3 separate regions of the Mus musculus genome follow, and all the other regions are linked to region 3. Evidence: chromatin contacts called from public HiChIP or PLAC-seq data. All regions are on one chromosome and are shown on one strand. Each heading gives the region's core, a stretch centred on a gene start, on an enhancer-like site or on the middle of the called end of the contact. The rest is flanking DNA. Distances are from core to core; before and after follow the strand shown. Region 1 has its middle 100 kb from the start of Gm26685. Region 2 has its middle 29 kb from the start of Gm26685. Region 3 overlaps Nme7 (NME/NM23 family member 7).

The links. HiChIP or PLAC-seq counts read pairs in DNA pulled down with a chosen protein or histone mark.
Region 1: a contact with region 3 is called in a RAD21 HiChIP or PLAC-seq map of pro-B cells, with 4 times the contacts expected there. The contact joins two enhancer-like sites. A contact is called at or near these places in 1 of 15 datasets of contacts at CTCF or cohesin (pro-B cells), 2 of 484 Hi-C or Micro-C datasets (embryonic stem cells and uterus), 1 of 115 datasets of contacts at active chromatin or transcription factors (embryonic stem cells) and 2 of 9 other capture datasets (adipose tissue and embryonic stem cells).
Region 2: a contact with region 3 is called in an H3K27ac HiChIP or PLAC-seq map of trophoblast stem cells, with 3 times the contacts expected there. The contact joins two enhancer-like sites. A contact is called at or near these places in 1 of 484 Hi-C or Micro-C datasets (Sertoli cells), 3 of 115 datasets of contacts at active chromatin or transcription factors (embryonic stem cells and trophoblast stem cells) and 3 of 9 other capture datasets (adipose tissue, embryonic stem cells and liver).

Annotation. Positions count from the first base shown.
Region 1 is chr1:164,600,588-164,605,060 of GRCm38.p6, forward strand. No RefSeq gene overlaps it. Among named protein-coding and RNA genes, the nearest start is that of Gm26685, 100 kb to the left of the region's middle. Within about 2 kb of position 2,659, at least 8 of the 459 cell types and tissues checked have an H3K27ac peak or open chromatin away from gene starts, as enhancers often do. A contact at or near this core is called in pro-B cells, where this site is marked.
Region 2 is chr1:164,530,536-164,534,636 of GRCm38.p6, forward strand. No RefSeq gene overlaps it. Among named protein-coding and RNA genes, the nearest start is that of Gm26685, 29 kb to the left of the region's middle. Within about 2 kb of position 1,391, at least 11 of the 459 cell types and tissues checked have an H3K27ac peak or open chromatin away from gene starts, as enhancers often do. A contact at or near this core is called in trophoblast stem cells, where this site is marked.
Region 3 is chr1:164,364,104-164,368,197 of GRCm38.p6, forward strand. The region is part of intron 9 of Nme7 (NME/NM23 family member 7); the gene reads left to right. Among named protein-coding and RNA genes, the nearest start is that of Gm39690, 52 kb to the right of the region's middle. Within about 2 kb of position 2,523, at least 27 of the 459 cell types and tissues checked have an H3K27ac peak or open chromatin away from gene starts, as enhancers often do. A contact at or near this core is called in pro-B cells and trophoblast stem cells, where this site is marked.

The DNA.
Region 1 (4,473 bases), core at 1,409-3,908, 240 kb after region 3:
ACCTGAGTGCAGGCGGTAACTCTATCACTTCCTATGTGAGTAACTTAGGTTTGGGGAGAATTAGATTAAATAACAATGATAAAAACAGCCAGTAAAATCTAAGACATTTGAGAGTCGCATAACAATTGCTATCATCTCTGTCAGCTTTGCACCACTGCAACAAAATATCTGAAGGAAGTCAAATGTAACCGCATAAAGGTTTATTTTGGTTTATGGTTTAGGAGCCTTTTGTCCCATGGTTGGTTAGCCCTGTTGCTTTGAGCCTGTGACAAGGCAGCATGTGACAGTGGGGGAATGAACCTGAGGCAGCTGTTCACCTCAGGAAGAAAAGAGAAAGAGGAGATGAGACCTCACAGTCAATTTGAGGGGCACACCCCCTAAACGACTTAAAACCTCCACCATAGCTCTACGTCTCAAAAGTCCAGGCTGGAGACCAAGGCTTACGGGCACGTCTAACCTCTTGACATTGTGTGATAGCATCTAAAATTTTTACACTTGAGAACTGTGTAACTTAGTTACAAAACAGTAACAAAACCACCTCATGATCTTATAAGTAAGTTGTGATTTTGCCTTGGGCTGAATTCATAGAGATCTTCAGCATATATGGTCTGAGGGTGGAGGGCTGGACTCAGATGTTTAACATGTGGGCCTTTAGGGGACCCTTCAGATTCAAATGATAGCACAGCCTCTTTCCTGGGGACAAGTCTTAAATTGTAATTCCACTTCCCTGTCCTGGCATTCCCCTACACTGGGGCCCTTCGCAAGAACAAGGGCCTCTCCTCTCATTGATGTCCCACAAGGCCATCCTCTGCTCTATATGCAGCTGGAGCCATGAGTCCCTCCATGTGTACTCCTTGGTTGGTGATTTAGTTCCTGGGAGCTCTGAAGGTACTGATTGGTTCCTATTGTTGTTCCTTCTATGGTGTTGCAAACCCCTTCATCTTCTTGGGTCCTTTAACACAGCTGCCACTGTGCATTTCCTTACAGTGTAATTATCACCCCTTGGAGAGACCCTTTGCTGGGAACATTCTTGGTCAGTTTACTCCACTGCACTCCTCACCAGATTCTGCTTGGAATTCTCTGTACCACCATCACGACTCCAAGTGGCTGCCATGGGATAAACAGAAGGTTGCTTAGCATTTGGCTAAAGTGGGAGCTGATGAAGCATTCCTAACGGAGCCTGGGTTAGAGTTCCTAACGGACTCTCTGAGCCCTTGCGGGCCCATGCAGGCAAGCACGGAGTTCTTTCTGATGAAGTAGAAAACTCAAGAGGCCAAAACTTTTTAAAAGTGATTCGTGTAATATTTTGCGGTCGAAAGGGTTTATTATTTCTCCTATAAAGTGTCTCACACCTTGTGCTGTGACACTTTAAAGACACTTAACAAATATGGCTAGAATGTTCAGCTTTGCCAACATAAAGACTAAGGTAGTCCAAAGAAGTAATTTGATAACAATGAAAACTGATAGCTAAATTGACTGAGACTTATACCATGGAAGAACATTTAAATGGCCTCTCCCATGGTGCTGGCTCAACTCCAGCTCTGTCTTCCATGCCACATAGCATAATGGGGTAGTTGAGTCAGAGACTCCGGAATTGGGTCTCTGTTTCAAATTCTGACTTTGTTGGATGACATCATTGGGCAAGCGATTTAATTTCCCTTTGTCTCCGCTGCCTTCTCAGAAAAGTGGAGTACATTATACGGCTTCCTTAACAGTCCTTCTTATTTTTATTTATTAAGCAAATAATTTAGAATGTTCCAGACACTCTTTAAAGTTAGTAGATGAAGATTCAAAAGTTCCACTGGGCCAGGTGATGGTGGCGCATGCCTTTAATCCCAGCACTTGGGAGACAGAGGCAGGTGGATTTCTGAGTTCGAGGCCAGCCTGGTCTACAGAGTGAGTTCCAGGACAGCCAGGGCAACACAGAGAAACCTTGTCTCGAAAAAACAAAAAACAAAACAAAAACAAACAAACAAACAAACAACCCCCCAAAAGTTCCACTGGAGGCCTCGCATTTGGGGCTCAGAACCTGTTTGCTTGTAACTTCCTTGTTGGTCCTTGTTTCCCATGTGGGGTAGGGCAGAATGCTTTCTCTCCCAATACGGCAGCACTTAAGTCTGACCGTGGTTCTAACGCTTCACTTTTGCCTTATCTAGTTAAGCAGGCATGCTTCCTTCAGCTAACTGCAGCATGGCAGATGATTTCCAGTTACACCCAGAAGCCACAAATAGAAGGAGTGTTCCAGGTAGACTAGTTAAGGCAACATTGGAGGACTAGTCAGGCTCCTGGCATTCCTCCATGTTCTATCTGCTCACTCTTAACCATTTACTTCTGCTTTGTAATTAGCGTTCTCATTTTGTAACTTTACTAGATTTCAATCCAGGTCTATGTTCTGCTTCTTTCTGTTCCATGTTGCTTTTTTAGGGACTTGGTTCAGACCAAATCCTAGATGTTCTAATTGGATCACCCCTGAGCCGGTGGTCCTGGGCTATACAGGGGAACAAGGCACTCAAGAGTGTCTCTCCATGGCTTCTTCTTCAGTTCGTGCCTTCAGATTCCTGCGTCTGCTCCTGATCCAACTTCCCTCTGCAGTGAACTGTGATCAGGAGGCCAAATAAACTCTGTCCTGTCCAAGTTCCTTTGTTCATGCTGTTTATCACAGCCATAGAAAGCAAGCTAGGATACAGGACTTAAGCCGGGCTCTGGTCTAGCAGGTTTGTGGTAAATGCTTTGCTTGAGTAATCCTAAAACCTGAAACTCTCAGCTGGACTTATTAATAGGCAGTAGAGGAACAAAATGAACTTTCTGGATGGTATTGAATCTAAGATCCTATTGGTCATTAGATACACCGAAGCTTTATGTAACATATATACTGCAAGTATACAGTACCAGTTTTCTGGATCAACAGTATTTTTATTCAGATAGAAAGAATTCTTTTAGGCTTATTTAACCCTAGATTGCATTCTTTAAAAAATAAAAAACTTATTTTATTTTTACTTATATGTATGTGCACTTCTGGGTATGTCCACAGGAGTGCAAGTGACTGCAGAGGCCAGAAGGGGGCGCTGGATCCCCTGGAGTTTGAGCTACAGGTGGTTGTGAGCTGATACGTGTGCTGGGAACAGAACTTTGGTCCTATGAAGAGCAGGAAGTAGTCTTAATTAACTGTTGAGCCATCTCTCCAGACCTTATCCTTTTATTTAATATATTTCTACTTATTCTTTGAGAATTTCATATATGCATATGATATATTCCAATCATATTTAACCTCTACAACTTCTTTTTTTTTCCTGTCAAATCCCAGCCACATCTTCCTCCCAACTTCATATCTTCTTCTCTTTATTTTTAATCTAATGAGCTCAGTTAGTTCTGCCCATAAATCTCTGACCGTGGGCCAATGCACTCTAGCCTACCAATGGCCATATCCTTAAAGAGAATTGACTTCCCCCTATCTCTGACCCATCAGCTGTCAATAGTGCTGGAGTCCCTTAAGCCTATCCCTTCTCTGGTTGGAGTCTGTGTTGGAGTGGTCACTGTTTTGACCTTGGGCAGGTAGACACAGTTGCTGTAAGTTCTCAGTCCAGATGTTCTGTCATATCCAGATGAAACTGTTTTGACCTAGTCTTCCCCAACCTCAGCCCTTACAGTCGGCCTGACTCCTGTGTGACTTCACAAGGGAGAAGGGGGTATAATAAATATTTTCCATCTATGGCTGTGCACTACACAGACATTAGACTCTGCGTTTTGTTCAGTTATGAGTTTCTGTATCAACTACCATCTAATGTACAAAAACATTCTCTGAGAAGGACTCTAATGAGACCCACCATAATGTGTAGGTACAGAGATTGATTCTTAGAAGACAGTTTAATGTTATATCTATTTAGCAAAGTTGTAGAAGTAGGCATACTCCTGGCGCTTCTGAGCTCCTTCACCATAGATTCTTGATCAAACTTGCAATATAGAGTATGAGTATTCACTGTACAGCAGGCCTTAAATCCAATCAGAAACTTGTTTCTCCACAAAGCATTGCATAACGTAATGTTCATCTCAGTATTGCATCCTGGGCATATCTTTGTAGGCTAGGCATTATAATAGATTGCAGGGCTCGCAACTGGGTCAGACTTTGTTGGTGACCTTCCTTTGTTGATGACTGATGACAAGCAGTTTACATAAACCATGAAAACTGGTCCTAGACTGGACGCTGCTAAGTCAAAGCCAGTTTGGCTTTTCCAAGTCCCATGACCAAACTGTGGATCCATACATAGACAATATTCTACATCACTCTTGCATACAAACAGCAGTGGACTATTATGCAATCAAGAATGTACTTTTTAACCTGTTCACATTTACACCCTATAAAGCACTTCAAAGGTTCACATACTAGGTTGGCTTGGAATAGCTCTTGGACTTGTAACTCACCTATGTCTTCATCTGTTCATAAATCATTTTTTAATGCTCTTAGCATTTACAGTA
Region 2 (4,101 bases), core at 141-2,640, 170 kb after region 3:
TTTAGTGGAAATAAACCCTCTCCACCCCGCCTTAGTTGATTTAGGTTGGTGTTTTATCACGCACCAGAAAAACAACCTAAAACAATGAAGGGTCTTTCCCGAGATCCACTTACAAAACTCTATCCTAATCTTAAAGTTCGGAAGACCCCCATGCCAAGCTGCTTCTTCAATAGGGATCCGTCTAGGCATTTCTTCATGATCTGGACCTGATTAATAATTTTGGGAGGAAGGCTGCACATGTGACTTTGGGTGCTCCCCAGTGTATACCCATCGGGGGCACAGTTGGCACCACACACGTTTCTCCATTTCACTTTCCCCCCTCCTTCCTGCTGTCAGTGAAGAAGCAGTTTGTGGGGCGACAGCTCGTGGCTTTCCACTGCCGCTAGTTCCTTGTATGCTGGACTGTGCCATTTGAAATTACCTATCCTTAAATATTTCAGTTATGAAATTTCATTTTCTGGGTCAGAGAGGTAGCTTAGTTGGTAGAGTGCCTGATATGCAAAAGGCCCTGAATTTGACATCTAGCATTTGAGAGAGAGAGAGAGAGAGAGAGGGAGAGAGAGAGAGAGAGAGAGAGAGAGAGATATGAACATACTGCCATGCTCCTGTAATCTAATCACTTGGGCAATGTAGGTAGGAGGATCAGAAGTAGCAAGTTGGAAGCCAGCCTATGCACCTCTCTCTCTCTCTCTCCTTCCTCCCCCTCCTCCCCCCTCCTGTCTATCTGTCTCTCAATTTGACAGCCCCAATATTTGCAATTGTTAGTTGTCTAAATATGTTGTCACTAGCAACCGCCCTCTTGTTTGCTTGACCATCTTCCTGAGTTCCCAACTTGAGTTTAATGATCTTGGAGCCCCGTGGTTCAGCCTTAGTGAACCTTTTTTTCTAAAGACAGTTCGCCTTTGAGTTTTTCAAACAGAGGGAAGGGTCCAGCCTTCGGTGATAGCTTTTGACTTAGAGCAAGAATAGGTTTAGCGGGCTGGAGAGATGGCTCAGTGGGTAAGAGAACTGACTGCTCTTCCGAAGGTCCTGAGTTCAAATCCCAGCAACCACATGGTGGCTCACAACCATCCGTGATGAGATCTGATGCCCTCTTCTGGTGTGTCTAAAGACAACTACAGTGTACTTACATATAATAAATAAATAAATTAAAAAAAAAAAGAATAGGTTTAGCACCCTCACCCCACTATTTTCTAAGATGCCCCAGAAAAGCTGGTAACATCTGATCTCTTTTGTTTGGCAATAGGGCTTCTAAAGATGTATGAAGTCAGTGGCTATGGTTAATTACAGGGTTTATGAGGCTGAGGAAGGAGTGTCATGAGGTCACAGTCACCCTGAAGACTCTGTGGGAAGACTCTTTCTCAAGAGAAAAGAAAAAGAAAGAGCTAGGGCGGGGTGCTGTAAGATGGCTCAGCAGGTGCAGGCACTTCCCACTAAGCCTGATGACTTTGTGTAGCCCTAGGCCCTGCATGGCAGGAGAGAAAAGATCCTCATTAGCTGTCCTCTGACACAAGTGCACCCACCTCAAACAAACAAATAAGTGTAGTTAAAAGAAAAAAAAAGCAAAAAGAGCAATAAAGATATTATTGCCTCATGAAATATCACAGGGACCCCAAAGCTGAGAAAGCAAAGCCAGTCACAAGGAAATTCGTGGTCTGGTTTTTAAAAGTCTCACCGAATAAATTATAAATGGATAACCCCAAGTGTTCACAAAGCTTTCAAAGGGATTGTATCAGCTTACACCAAAAGGCTCACAACCAGCACAAATGAAATGGGACATTTGGATTCCTCGATACATGTAATGAGCTGGCTGAAAAAATTACTCTGTGGCAGAGCCAAGTACTCTGTGGGCAGTGCCAAGAGGTTCAGAACGAGCAGCAGACCCAAGAGCCTTAGTGAACACCGGGCAGGCAGTTTGTGCCCCTCTGGGTTTCAGAAAGATGTCTGGACCTGTGACTGCTATGCACCTCATGCGTCCTTCCTTTATGAACAGGAGTGTCTGTCATAGTTATGTTGAACTATTATATCACTGGGGGTTGGGGGTGGAAGGTAGGAGGTGGGGATGGGGGTGAGGGTGTGTTCAGTAACTTTAGCTTACTCTTTATAGTGGAGGAATGGTACTCAAATTGCTATATTTGAAGTGCTTGGTTTAAACAATGGCCTAATGTCGTGATAGAGTGAGATTTGGTGGTCCTAGAGGCAAGTATTTATCAAGGAAGAGGGGTAAATTGTTGACTAAACAATGGTAGTTTCCAGATATAGCCCCAACAATACCTTTTGTTTTTGCAATGTGATCTTGACTCATTGAGGGGCGGAGACTATAACCCTTTCTTTGAAACTGAGCACATGTGGAACTAGAGCAGAAACAAAACTCTGTTGAAAACTAGGGTACCATCCTACCTAGCTCCCTTGAGATGCTTGTTCTTAATACTTAGGGCTTTCTCCTTGTGGAGAGGCAAGAGGAGAGGTGACATGAGAGTTCCATGGACTGCCATAGCCGAGGTCCTTCTAGCCAACAGTCCCTGCGGACTGCCACTTTGACTGATCCTTTATAAAATCCCATTTGCTTACCATCAGATAATCCCCAGGGATCAAGTCACTCCACCTGGTAGTTCATAGTTTAGTATAGAGACAAGCTGTCCATTTCTGAATTTATAATTCACACATGACTATGTAGGCCTGGAAAAGTGTTGTTTTTTTGGGGGGGGGGAGGATGTTGTGTTAGACCTAGTGGGGAAACCCCCACCCAATTCCCAATTCGGCGTGCACCCAAAAAAATCACGAAGGACCATCTCTTGATGTAACTACATGAGGACGTTTAATGACGGAGCTCCGGACCGACATGCATCCCACACAGGAGATAATGCATGTCGGCCCCGAGGCTTGAAAGCTAGGGGGTTTTATGGGGTAAGGGGCTTAGGGGTGTGGAATTCAGCATAGCGACACACTATTGGTTTATTCAAACATTAACAGAAAGATTACAGGGCATCAGGACTTTGTTCCTGTGGGCTGGGGGCTTATCTTTGTTCACATAGCAACCAGTTGATGTATGACTTTACCCGGCATCAAGGGGCAGTAGACAGAGGGGAGGTTCCGGCCAGGTGGTGTTGACCCAGACAAGATAGCCCTGCTTGTACAATCAAGCCATTCTTAGGAATGTCTTAACAACAGCCCTGTCTGTTCTGCTTTGTTCTCGGCCCCAGGCCGGAGGCTCATAGACAACTCTTTTACATGAATCACAAGATACAAAATCTCATTTTCTTTCAGTTGCAGACCTCTGAGAGAATCTGTCTCCACTGAACCATACTCAGTGGGTAAATACTGACCAACTGGGGTGCTAACAGGAGGCAAGTGTAAAAGATGTGAAGAACACACAATAATAACATTTCTACCTTTACCTGTGAACAACAGGCTGCTTTTCTTTATGTTCTCCATTTCAAGTTCTTTAGAAAGAAAATAAGTTTTCTAGGCAATTACCATTGTATCTTGCAGAGAGAGGGTTTTTGTTTTGTTTTGTTTTTCCATAAAGCCATGTGACAGATTACTAGCTATCCCCAGGACCTGGGAGGTGAAAAGAGATCAAGAGTTCAAAGTCACCTTATCTTATCTCGGCTCCACTGGAAGTTTGAGGTTAGCCTGAACTATATGAGTCTCTGTTTTTAAAAACCTTTCTATTGTGGCTGGAGAGATGCTCAGTGGTTAAGAGCACTTGTTCTCACTATTGTTGCAGAGTACCTGGGTATGGACTGTCTGCTGTCTTAAGGTTTTATTGCTGTGAAGAGACAACTTGACCATGGCAACTCCTATAAAGGAAAAAATGTTTAGCTGGGGCCAGCTGACAGGTTCAGAGGTCCGTTATAGTCATGGCAGGAAAGATGGTGGCATGCAAGCACACATGGTGCTGGAGAAGGGGCTGAGAGGTCCAGGCATAGCTTGAGCATAGAAGACCTCAGGGCCACCTCCACAGTGACACACTTCCTCCTACCAGGCCATACCTTCTAATTGTGCCACTCCTCATGGCCAAGTAGTCAAACACATGAGTATATGGGGGCCATATCTATGCAAACCACCACAGCCACCTTTGGGGCATGTATCTACCTA
Region 3 (4,094 bases), core at 1,273-3,772:
AGGTCAATTTTCCTTCAGTCTTGTGTCATGTGCACCTTAGGTGTCATCAGCTCTAAAATGGTTGAAGATATTCCCTCTACTAGATGATCAGCCCATTAACAGACTAGCCTGGGAAGCTAGCGAGGGAGATGGGACTCTTTTGTTGGAGACCTATGTAACCATTGGCGTTAATCCTCTTCTAGAAGGTTCTTCGTATACCTAGAACTGAAATGCTGAACAACTGACTAGTCAAGCACATATGTCAGATGGCTTCTCAGTGTCTGAGTGGTGACCCTTGAATCTTAAAACACAGTAAAATGTGAGAGAAGGGACTTACTGGAGTTTCTTTTACAAATGTTTACCAGAACAAAAATAATTGAGTGTCCTGGGGATCCAGCTCAGTCAGCAAAGTCTTTCTGTTTCTGAGGACCTGAGCTGGGACCCCCAGCACCCACATTAAAATACAAAACAACAACCAAAATTCAGAATGGCAGAGCGTTCATCTCTAACCCCAGTGTTGGGGTAAGGGACAGACAAAGACAGGAATTCCCCAAGTTTGCTGGCTAGTCTTAGCCAATTTGAGTTTCCAGATTCAATAAGAGACCCTGTCTCAAAAAATGAGATGAAAGGGCTAAGGAGATGGCTTAGTGGTTAGGGGCACTTGTCTTTACAGAGGCCCTGGGTTTGATTCCCAGCATCCACATGGTGGCTCACAACTGTCTGCAACTCTAGTTCTAAGGGATCCAGTGACCTCTTCTGCCCTTCACAGGCACCAGGTATGCATGTGGTACACAGATGTATGCACTTGCAGTCAAAATACTGAGTAGGACAAATTCCCAGGGGAAATGGCGGTATTGCCCACTGTGAAGTTTTCAGTTTAGTTTTTTTTCAAACCGAGTGTTCACAGAGACAGCTCAGACACCTCCAATGCATGTCTCAGCCCTACTCTAGAGCTACTGAACAAGCTCAGAAGATACTAACCTGGCTGAGAAGTCCAAGGTTAAGGCCTGTGAACAGGCATAGTCCACAAGCTCAAGTGCTTGTAGGGCTCATCAAAGTTGGAAGAGCACTGTCTATCAGTAGTGGCGTCATCGTCCTACCTCCAGCTCCAGGATTCTTCTTCTATGTTTGCTTGGTTTGTTTGTTTTAATTGATTTGTGTGTGTGTGTGTGTGTGTGTGAATCTTATCTCTCTGCCCCTTCTTATTCACTCTTCACCCTTGCAAGCCCCACCCCTAAAAGATAATAGAAACAAAACAACAATGACGACAAAATTAAAGTGTAGAAAACATCTCATCATCAAAGCTGTAGCATGTCCCACAGTATTTCCCTCTGTCCACACATCTTCACTTGGAAATGTTCGCTGCAATGAGTCATTGGTCTGGTCCGAGGCCTCTGGCTTCTGCCACACCATTGGTACTGGATCCGGGACTCGTCCCAGTTATCCTGTTGTTGCCCTCCTATGTCATGGCAAGTCTTCTGCTTTGGAATTGCAGGACTGGCCCTCTCGTGCTCTCCAACAGTTCACAGATGGTGTAGAATTTAGGGTGGGCCAACTCAGACCCCTGGATCTGGGCCTAGAAGTATATTAGAGAGCTGAGCAAGCTCTCCAGCACTGCCCCAGCTAGCCCACCCAATGCTGCCGCCAGCAGGGTTAAGGTCAGCTCTCCTGCTCTCCTGCTCTTTGTGAGGGACCACAAAAGAGCAGGAGAGCAGGATAAAAGTTTCACTCTGCCCAGTCAAGGTACCAGAACCACTCTCTCAGTTGATGCACTTGTGGCCCCTAGTGAATTGTTTCTTGATTGTCTTAGGGTTTTATTGCTGTGAAGAGACACCATGACCATGGCAACTCTTACAAATGAAAACTTTTCATTGGAGCTGGCTTGCGGTACAGAGGTTTAGTCTTTTATCATCATGGCGGGGAAACATGGTGGCACAGATATAGACATGGTGACAGAGAGGTAGTCAAGAGTTCTACATCTAGATCTGCAGTGCAGCAGGAAGAGACAGTGAGCCACTAGGCTGGCTTCAGCTTTTGAAACCTCAAAGCCCACCTCCCAGTGATACACTTCCTCCAACAAGGTCACACCTCCAATAATGCCCCTCCCTATGAGTCTGTGGGGGCCATTTTCCTTGAAACTACCACATTGATATTCAGAGGTTTGTGTAGTTCCTCCCATATTGACTTTTGGACTTGACTGTGACTTTCTTTAGCACTTACCTTCCTAAGGCACGCTGCAGTCACAGGCTTGCTGAGCACACGTGCATTGGACTTTGTCTTTGAGTGCTCTAGTTAGAAACCAGTGGTGTGACTAAGAAGCTCTGATGAACACTACCTGGAGTCTTGCCCTCAAGACAAGCTATAGCTTTCAGAAGTGTCAATCTAATTCTACGATTTGCTGACAAGCCCCAGAAATGCAGATCTCAAGCTGCTCATCCAAACAATGCCATGTATAACGAAAGTCTCGCCTCTAGCACCGGGAGCTGACTTCATTCACTGAGAATGACTCTGAGCCTGAGGTCTGTGGCTAGACCAGTCTCTGGAGCCAAGTGCCTATTGTAGGCTTCACTGATGGAGAGGTGAAGAACTCGGGGAACCTCCGGGTGTGAGTGGGGGTGTGTGTGTGCTTGTTATCTGCATCACAGTCCTCCACGATGATTAATGCCCAGGAGTTTGTGCAGCCCTCAGTCCTGTGGCTGCATTCCTCACATTATGATACTTGGGAGCAACCCCCTGCCTCACAGTCACCTCAGGGGCTACAAATTGGTAGACTCAGAAGGGTGGGGCAGTCAGTCCAACCCTGGGACTGAAAAGCTAACTGTGACCAGCAGAGGCCGCTGCTAAGCAACTAGCAAAGTGAAGGCCTTTGGGGATGTCAGACAGTCACCAGCACAGTTCAGCACAGAGCAGCAGAAAGCACAGGAAGACACTGTGCACTCCTTTCTGGTCTTTCCGTTGTACTTTTAGGAACATTTTACTTAATTTTACTATTTTAATATTTACTATATTTTATACCGTCTTCTATCCATCTTTTTTAGTCATCTCCATAATCTCCATGCCCTTGTCTAATTTTGTTTTTTCTTTATTGAGCAATCTTCTATCAGCCTTTTTTTTTTTTTTTTGTCTCCTTATCTACCTTTAGTAGTTTTTTGACTGTATCTTTCCGATTTTGTTATTGTTTTTGTTTTTTTGAGTCAGGGTTTCTCTGTGTAGTCCTGGCTGTTCTGGAACTCACTCTGTAGACCAGGCTAGCTTCGAACTCAGAAATCTGCCTGCCTCTGCCTCACAAGTGCTGGGATTAAAGGCGTGTGCCACCACTGCCCGGCTCTTTCCAATTTTTAAAAAGGCTTGTATATGTTTTTGGTTTATTCCCTTCTTATACTTATCTGTTAGTTATGCATTTTCCCATGAAATCTTTTTGTTTTCCTCTGCTCCAGTCTCTTGCCTTTTGCTCTTGCCTTCTTTACATTCTTCTCCATTCCTTTTCTTTAGCTTGTCTTTTCTTCTTGTTCTTTCCCGTCTTCATTTACCTTATGTATCAATAAAAAATAACAATGAGTAGGTGGTAAAGCATACAGGAGTGAGCCTTCCACAGCCAAGCAGTCACCTCCGAAGGGGGGAGGCTAACTGTTGGAGACCTGTAACAAGAGCTCCGGCTTGGGATGTCGCTGGTAGTTAGCTCCAAAACTATTTATTAAACTTCACATGGATGCCATACCCTGTACCATAGGTTTATTTTTATTAACAACTCATATATGGAAATTAAGTAAAGCATAAAATGTATGGTGCACACACACACAAGTATGCTTGTGAATGGGTTGAACATTTTAGAAGAACATGGGAGAAATGAACACAGCAATGAATGCCTTTATTAAGAACTGAAATTCTAAAGTAGGGGAAAATTTACTTTCATGATATACAACTTTATTTTCATTTTATGTGTTTCATCATTTTCAAATTAAAGAATAAAGAGTAGGAGAAATTAAGACAAAACTAATTGCACATTTATGATTTCCCTTGGTTGGGTAGGTTGAGTTGTGGACATAGAAAGGCTGTGACTTTTTTGTGGTTCTTTTTTGTGACTCTCAAGAATCTGAGGTCACAGGCCTGCACCA